Regions from separate parts of the Mus musculus genome. Here regions 1 and 3 are each linked to region 2. Evidence: chromatin contacts called from public HiChIP or PLAC-seq and promoter capture Hi-C data. All regions are on one chromosome and are shown on one strand. The core of a region is the stretch at or near the end of the contact, and the rest is flanking DNA. Distances in the headings are between cores, read along the strand shown.

Region 1 (2,819 bases), core at 51-2,550, 1.0 Mb after region 2:
CCCACCCAGTTCTCTTTAAAGCTGTCTTGAAGATCCTTGTGAACCAGAAACCGTGAAAAACGGCAAAGGATTTCTGCAGGGTGGAAATCAGGAAAGTTACTAAGAGCCTCTGTGCACAAGAACAGCGCTGTGTCCTGTCCAGGATGCTACCTTTTTTTTTTTTTTAGGGAGGACAGACACCTAGGTTAAGAAACTTGATTTCATTCATCACAAATATTATTTATCAAATCATTGCCAGGACATTGTGACAACCACATCCTGCTGTTTCTGCTGGGGTCATTGCCAAAGTTTGCTTCTCTCCCCCACCTTCCGGTATCTGTGATGAAGTTTTCGGTTTCTATCAACCCTTAGTCGGGGAGGCCCCCCACCCCCACCCCAACTCCGCGCTGGCCCTGGTGGAGTGGAGTTCCACCACCGGGTCCATAAAAGAGACCGCGGGGAGGCGTGGCCAGGGAGGAAATTCTGACAAAAACTTTTGGACCTCCGGTCCTAGCAGCCACTACTTCCTGGTCCCTCCCGGTCACGGGGATGTCGTTATTTGGCTGAGTGCTCCCCAGAGGGCCGCGCAGGGAAGGGTCTGTCCCGGCATGCGTGGCGCTCACGGAACGGCCCGCAGGTTGCCTTCCACCGCAAGTTGTTTCGAAGGAGTCCCCAGGCTGAGAGACGGGGGGGCGGGAGTGGGGTGCAGGCTTCCTCCTCCACGCTCTGGCCGCCCACTGTCACCACTCCCAGAGCCCAAGGTGGTGCTTTCGGACCTGAACCCAGCACGGACATCAAGGCCCAAGCCCGTTCTGAAAGAAGGGGAAGCCGAAGGACTGGCCGCGAACCGCCCGCCGGGAGCAAAGCAGCGGGCCGCGCCGCCTCCCACCTTGACCCGCTTGCCCTGGATCTCCAGCGTCTTCATGGTGAAGTCGACACCGATGGTGCTGCCCTGACGCGCCGAGAAGGCGCCGGTCTTGAAGCGCTGCACCACGCACGTCTTGCCCACGCTCGCGTCGCCCACTAACACCAGCTTGAACAGGAAATCGTAGTGTTCGTCCTGATCTCCCGGGCCAGGGCCCGCCATGGCTCCGCGGGAGTCCTGGGACGCAAGGGCCCGGCTTGGGCTAAGGACAGCCGCGGGCCGAGGTCCGTGTGCCCTAGCCGGCCCGCCGCCGGGCTACGTGGAGCGGCGGCGGCACCTGAACGAGCTGCACGGCGGACCGATCGACCGTCCCGCTCCGCCCCGCCCCGCTCCGCTCCGGAGCCCCGAGGACTCGGCTCCGCCCGGGAGCGCACCGCCCGGCCCTCCGCAGCTCTCTGCCAGCCGTCGGTGCCGTGCCGGCCCACGGCTACCTCAGGCCCGCTCGTGCGCCGCCTTCAGGGCGGGGCGAGCCTCCCTGATCCCCAGCACCGCCCATCTCCCGCCACTCCGCCTCTGGGTCCCGCCCCCAGGACCGCCCAGTCTCCCCCTCCCATAACCAACACCTCCTAGCCTGTCAGTACAGTCCCGACCCCCCAGCACTCCCTCTAAGCTTCTCACCTCCCCGATCCTTCTCCGAGCACCGCCCGCACCCCACCACGGCCAAAGCCTCCGACCCTTCTCTCAACACCACCCCAATCCCGCCCTCAGCACCGTTCTTTCTCACTTCTCAGCACTTCACTAACCCGGACTTAAGCCCGGTGCGGATTCGCTGTCAACAACGCCTTGATCCTCTATTTGGTCCTGACCCCGCCCTTAACATCTCTTACCCCGCCCTAATCCTCCGGAGCCTCTTGGCTTGGACCTCGCCTTAGGCACTGCATCCAAGACGGAAATCCACCCGCACCTTTTCGTAGCCCTGGAGCTAACTCCTCCCTAACGCCTCTCAACTCAGCTCTCCGCGCCTCTTCAACTCCGCTTCGGTCCGCTGCGCCCCCATAGCAGGCTTTGGCCCCTATTAGGTCAACAACTCGTTATAATCGCCAGTTCATCATTCCCTAACCTCATGCCCTTCTCAGCCGGGCCCCACGTCCACCCCTCACTGACATGCCTCCGTCCCTCGCCTGGCCTGCACCCAGTGGGGAACAGGCAAGAGTCGTTTCGGGGCAGGGGACAGCTATGGCTGACAATGAAGGGCTGATGAGGCAGAACACAACTCAATGTTCCCTCTTCGGAGAATGGAAAGTTCTGGTGACACACAGTAAAGGCAGCTTCCCTTAGGTGAAAAAGGAAGACAGAGGAAATGAAAATCCTTGAGGGCAGAATGGCCTAGAGTTCCATTTGGAAGAATTGATAGAGCAGACAGGAGTCCAGTCAAACCTGGGGTGGCTGGGAACAGGAGTCCTGGTCCCAGCCAAACACCTCCTGCACAAGGGAAACCTGTGAGTCAGCCAGCTCAGAAGTTTGGCCTGAGAAACCTGAAGTCACAGAAATGGGACCCAGATGTCTGTAAACAGTTTGAACTAGATCAAATAGGCCCCATCCCTAAAAATGAGAGAAAGCTGAGAATACTCTAGCTTCTTTGGACAGCCCCCTTAGGCCCTGCATGGCTATTTGATTCGATAGTTTTTTAATAATGGCTGTTGCAAGCCAAACATTGTTCTAGGGCCTTGAGATCCATCCATGAACGAAAGGCAAAATCCAAGACAAAATCCAAAACTTCCCCAGTAAGGAAGGGAAGAGGAAACTTAAGGAAAGCAGAGAAAGCAAGCCCCCAGGCACCATCTCCACAGGCCCTGTGAGCAGCCTCACTGGCCAAGTAGATGAAAGGCAAAGGCTGAACCTTGGAGAAAACAGAAGAGTTTGTTCTGAAACAGTTGGAACTCCATGGCTGTGAGAAATGCCCAGCAGTTGCAGC
Region 2 (2,700 bases), core at 99-2,598:
TACTACTCTTGTGTTGGTTTTGGTTTTTTGTTGGCTGGGTCTTTCTTTTTTTGAAGGCCAGATCTCGAATAGTCCAGACTACCCTCCAATATTACCCTGAACTACCGATTGTCCTGAAGTATGAGATTCTATTCCTTTTAAATCTAAAACGGGAAGCTTCCAAAAGGGTGTTGCTTGGGTTGGGACTGTCATTTTCTCCAAACTGTCCTCAAAGGCAAACGTACACCTGATTTATTTGGAGCCAAGGATAAAACCCAAGGCTTCTGGTGTGCTGGGGGCACGCTATCAACTGAATATATGCCTGGTCCTCTCTTCTTGTTCTTCTCTCCTCCGTTCTCTAGGGACTCACGGCCATAAATGGAGTTGCTTCCCACCTAAGGAAACAGTGAGTCTGGGAATGATGGGCAGAGGGATAGGTAACAACCGGCCATCCTATCCATCCTTCCACCATCCACTAAAGTGCCCAGTTTTAATGAAAGGCGCAGTTGCTTAAGGCCCAGAGTGCTCCTCCAGTAAATGGAGGCTTTCATACCCTTGAGGTGCACATTGAGCCAGCAAAGTGTTAAACCGCCAATTGTCTTAGGCGCCAAAGTCTCCAACTGGTCAAAGCACCGAGGACTAAGTTAAAATGTAGACACAGGCAGACACAGAATAAAAACTAAGAATAAGATGATTCCTGGGCGCCAGGCACTGTGTGGAGACCGTTCGCTACAAGAGAGGCGAGGAGCGCCCTAAGAAGACGAGAAAGCAAACTTACTTGCAAAAAGAAAAGGCAACACAAGTAGTGCTGGAGTGAGCTTCAGAGAATGTTAACTCAGTGGCTTATCCTCAGTGCGGAGTCCCGGGGGGGCTTTGACTCAGCAAAGGACTGCAGGAGTGCTGTGCACCGTGCGGCACTGCCTGCTCCTCCCCACGTTTCCCAGGTGGCTGCTCCGGTCCGGGACCTCACGCTTCCAGGGCGCGGAGCCAAGTGGCCCAAAGAACCCGCCTCTGGTCACAGCACCCGGTCCCTGAGCCCAAGATCCCCAGCCACAGTCTAGGACAACCGGCAGGAGCCCAAGATTCCCAGGTCCAAGCCTAGGACAGCGGGCGAGCCCAGGATCCCGAGGTTAAGTTCAGGTTTCCAGGCCCCAGCTGCGACCCAGCCTAGGATTCCCCAAATGAAGTCTAGATCTCCAGGTCCGAGCCTAGGACACCTGCCCGGAGCCTAGGACCCACACCCAGACCCCAGAGCCCGCGGCGGAGGTCCGGACCACTGCCCTAAGCCCCTTACCTCTGGTGCGGAGAAAGGCTCTAGACTACGGCGAATGCCACACCCTCGTCCCGGCCGATAGGACCCGCCCAGTCTCGGGGTGGAGACTGAGCCCAAGTTCCTGGTTGTCCCTTTGCCCACAGGAAAGTCCCTCCCCGGAGAAGCGCAGCTAGAGCACGAGAATCGCCCCCAGCACCAGGAGGGGCCTGAGGCAGATCACGCACTCGGCCTTTAACCCCACTGAGGACAGCGAGCCCACTCAGGACCCTGACCCTGCACAACCAGACTCCCAGGGTCTCAGCCTCGCGTCCTGCTGGGGTCGCACAACGTACTTGGGGCCTCGGCGCTCCAGTCTAGAGTGTAACTTGAAAAATCAGAACGTGACATCTGAGGACACAGTCCATGTCCTCCTTTCACATTATAACATACGTTCCAGAAAATTCTCAGCAGTTGCACGCCTCCCTTAAAGAAGACAGATGCAATCCTCAAAGTCAGGGGAAGGGTTCTCGGAGACAGGTACAGGTCACCGTTGGGACCGGGGTTAGAAGCAACTCTGGGTTTCCCACTAAACTTCCAACTGAAGCATTTCTTGGTTGCTAGCCAGCCTGGTTCTGGCTCCTTGCTGGACACGGAGGCACATGCCTCTTGCTACAAGGATAATGAATGCTTGAAGAACAGAGGCAGGTGCAGGCAACAGAGGCTCCACAGGCAACCTCCAATTTCATTTAACAAAGAATGGGTCGCTTTGGGCAGTGTTTGCTCTCTAGCCAACCAAAACCTAGGTGGTCATTATTTTAAATTGTATCAGCAACTGTAGCTAGAGGAGGTGGCTTATTGTGTGGTCAGGAGGAGGAAGGCTGAGGGGGTCAGGAGGAGGAAGGCTGATCTAGACTTGGGCCTGTTTTTTCATGTTCCAAAGTCTATATGTTTCTAAGCTTCCACAAGGGAAGACAAAATTAATCATGGTAATAGGAAGGACAAAATGAAGATTCAAGACTATTGTATCCTTTTAAAAGTAATTACATGCAGGGGAGGTGGGGTGGGGGGTGGATAAAGGTTAGTGTCTAGGAACTGTAGTTAGCCCACAGCTAAGCTGATCTTTATAGCAAGTGCAACCAGGCCACAGGCCTCTGATGTCACTTCTCCCAAAGTCTGCCCTAGCCCAGGTAGGGAAGCCACAGACAGAGGCTTTTACTATTACATATAAATACGTGTGCATTTTACTTATTTTATGTGTACAGATTTTTGTCTGTCTGTATGTCTACACACCAGCATAGGATCCCTTGGCTGCTGGGAATTGAAGACCTGTCTTCGGGGAAGACTCAGTGCTAGTCCCCACCTGAGTCTTTTATGGGAAACAAAGGCCAGGACTCCATCTGACCCAGGCTCATCTGGGATCTGAGGTCTGGGATCAGGGAAGGGCTGACCTCCAGTAGGAGTCTTGACTC
Region 3 (2,700 bases), core at 149-2,648, 1.1 Mb after region 2:
TATTTCTTGAATAACTGCTGCTTCTGCAGGCTCGTGCTCAGGGCCTCCACTTCTCCCTGAGGCCTCCCTTCACCAAATGGAGCGTGTGCATAGCCCCTCGGGACTGTCAGTGCCAAGCTTAGGGTGGGGTTAAAGGCTAGCCGAATGACAACAGCTAGCAGGTCTGGTAAGCCACTCATCTACAGGCATCTGTAGATGGATGGGTGTCCAAAGGTCCTTAGAGGGTGTCATGATCTGCTCTGGGTCTATGAGTGGGAAAAACAGTATCTGCATTCCTTTTGGGCTGGAGTAAGAAATCCTAGGGGATGCTTCAGGGCTTGGGCTTTAAACTCAAATCAGGTGGTTTAAACTGTTGGAAACACTTGAAGAACTGGACCTCCTGTGAGGCTACTCAGATGGCTCAGCAGGTAAAGGTACCTATCAGGACGGACTACCCACTTGGTAGAAGGAGAGGACCATTTTGCAATAGTTGCCGCCTAACCTCATGCACACCTGTATACTGTATGCACATGCACATGTACACATTAGAACAGAGGCCTGCACCTTTAAGCCGAATCCCATAACATGAAGACATCAGGCTACACTTGAGCATCGTTAAGCTGTTTTAGCTATGGCCTATTTCATGACTGGTCCTGGCTCCACCATGTACTTGGTCAGGCATGCAGTGGTGAACTAAGTAACGTGGTGTGAAACTTCCTAACAGGTTATAAAGAGATTTCTCATTTGGGGGGTTTTCTCAAGTAGGTGACCTGAAGGCTGCTCCCTAAAGACATCCCTCTGTCCCCCACCTTCCATCCCTCTCCTGGGGACTGAGCAGTTGCTCTTGCCTGGCCTCTCTGCCTCATTCCATCCCTTTATGAAGGCCTCTCCAGGCTTTAAAGGAAAGCCTGACCTTCAAGGCCACATCCTGCTTAGCCCTTCCTGACTGTATTCTTCCTGCCTAATACCCTCCCCTTCTACTCCCAGGCCTGGTCATAGCCTGGAAGCCATTCCATTCAAATAAACTTCATTAAAGAAATTGGTGTCAGCCTCCTTTTGTGAAGATTACAGCTTACTCTAGTTTTATTTAAAGGCTTGCACACACCCCACACACAAATGTTAAAAAGGAAACCAGGTGGGGCTTCCTGACCCTTAGGGGTTTGTGGGAATAGCTAGAGAGTCTCAATTCGGATGGCCTTACACATTGAGGGTGGGCAGCACAGGTTTTCTGGCTTCAGATTCCGGCCTGGGAAGGGGGACCCTGAGGCCTCCTGGGGTGCCTGTCTCAGGTCAGTGCATTTTGTCTTGCTTCACCTAGCCACACCCCCACCTGTGGGGAGGGAACCCCGACGGCGCGACGTCACGTCGGGGGCGGGGCGGGGTTACCGAGGAGCGGGACGGGCGTCTCTTAGGCGGACGCTAGCTGCGAGGAAGGGTGGACTAGACCCTCGGGCGGTGAGAGGACGCGGGCGCGTGGGGAGGGCCTCGTTGAGGGGATGAGGACGGACGGGCGGGCGGGAGGAGGGCCGCGCTGAGGAGAAGCTAGCGGGCGGAAGAGAGGACCCGGCGGAGGGGACGCCGGCGGGCGGGCAGGCGAGGACCGCCCACGTTCCGAGCTGGAGCCTTGGCGCCGACAAGGCCCCGCCCGGGACCTGAGCGTGTCCCCGCGGGGCGGTAGTGCGGTGGCCGCGGCCCGCGAGTGTCGCTGGCGTCAAAGCCGAGCGCTCTCACCTTTCCCTGCTGCGTCCGTGGGAAACAACCTGGGAGGAGCGGCTTTCTTTCTCGCCCGCCACCCGAGGGCCTGCTTGGGGACTGTGGGCCCCGCAGTGGCCGGGACTGGCTGACCTAACGGAGCCTCCGCGGAAGATGTGGCTTCGCGGGGAGATTGGCGTGACCTAGGGAGGAGAACCTTAGGGTTTTGTGACTTTCTCTAGGTCTGAGCGGCAGCGCTGAAGTATGTGCGGGCGAACGTCCTGTCACTTGCCCAGAGAGGTTCTCACCAGGGCCTGCGCCTATCAGGATCGGCAGGGCCGGCGGCGGCTCCCGCAGTGGAGGGACCCCGACAAGTACTGCCCCTCCTACAACAAGAGCCCGCAGTCCAGCAGCCCCGTGCTGCTCTCCAGACTGCACTTTGAGAAGGTAAGGAGTGTGTCAGCACCATCGGAGCTTCTGGGCCAGCATCGCCGTGGCCATCTGACTCGTGACCCATGTGCCGCCATCTGCCCAGCCTCCGGAATGACCCGAAAAGCAGCCTTTACAGATACATTAAGGCCCTAATCCCTCTGGGTCTCTGCAAGAAATAAGTCAGCATTCTTCAGGGTCAGTTAAACTGTTTGAATGTATGCCCAAATTATGTGAACCTCATATCTGAATACATTTAAGAATTCTTTTGAGACAGAGTCTTAACTATGAATGTAGCCCTGGCGGTCCTGGAACTCCCTATAGAGGCCCAGCTGACCTCAGATTTTCAGCAAATCTGCCTGTCTCCAGAATCCTGTATTACAGGTGTGTACACTCTGACACGCTTGACTCTCTCTCTCTCTCTCTCTCTTTTTTTTTTTAAGATCGCATTTTTCAAGTATTACTGATTTATCAGCGTCATCTGTCCTTATATTAAAAACAAAAAAGCAAAAACCCAAGTGTGGTGTCACACACCTTTCATCCCAGCACTTAGGAGGCCGGAGGAAGGCAGATCTCTGAGTTGGAGGCTAGTCAAGGCTG

Evidence for each region. Promoter capture Hi-C pulls out the DNA fragments that hold promoters and counts their contacts. HiChIP or PLAC-seq counts read pairs in DNA pulled down with a chosen protein or histone mark.
Region 1: an H3K27ac HiChIP or PLAC-seq map of bone marrow-derived dendritic cells shows a contact between it and region 2, with 4 times the contacts expected there. The contact joins the promoter of Rab43 here to the promoter of Anxa4 in region 2. A contact is called at or near these places in 2 of 115 datasets of contacts at active chromatin or transcription factors (bone marrow-derived dendritic cells and pancreatic cancer cells).
Region 3: a promoter capture Hi-C map of liver shows a contact between it and region 2, with 2.2 times the contacts expected there. The contact joins the promoter of Hmces here to the promoter of Anxa4 in region 2.

Annotation. Positions count from the first base shown.
Region 1 is chr6:87,810,479-87,813,297 of GRCm38.p6, forward strand. It overlaps Rab43 (RAB43, member RAS oncogene family), which reads right to left and starts at 1,301. Exons shown (of 3, transcript NM_001039394.1): 1 at 869-1,301. The coding sequence starts at 1,066.
Region 2 is chr6:86,792,236-86,794,935 of GRCm38.p6, forward strand. Anxa4 (annexin A4) reads right to left here and starts at 1,349. Exons shown (of 13, transcript NM_013471.2): 1 at 1,274-1,349.
Region 3 is chr6:87,912,578-87,915,277 of GRCm38.p6, forward strand. Hmces (5-hydroxymethylcytosine (hmC) binding, ES cell specific) reads left to right here and starts at 1,399. Exons shown (of 7, transcript NM_173737.2): 1 at 1,399-1,434; 2 at 1,914-2,118. The coding sequence starts at 1,936. It overlaps Copg1 (coatomer protein complex, subunit gamma 1), which reads left to right. Exons shown (of 24, transcript NM_017477.2): 24 at 1-1,018.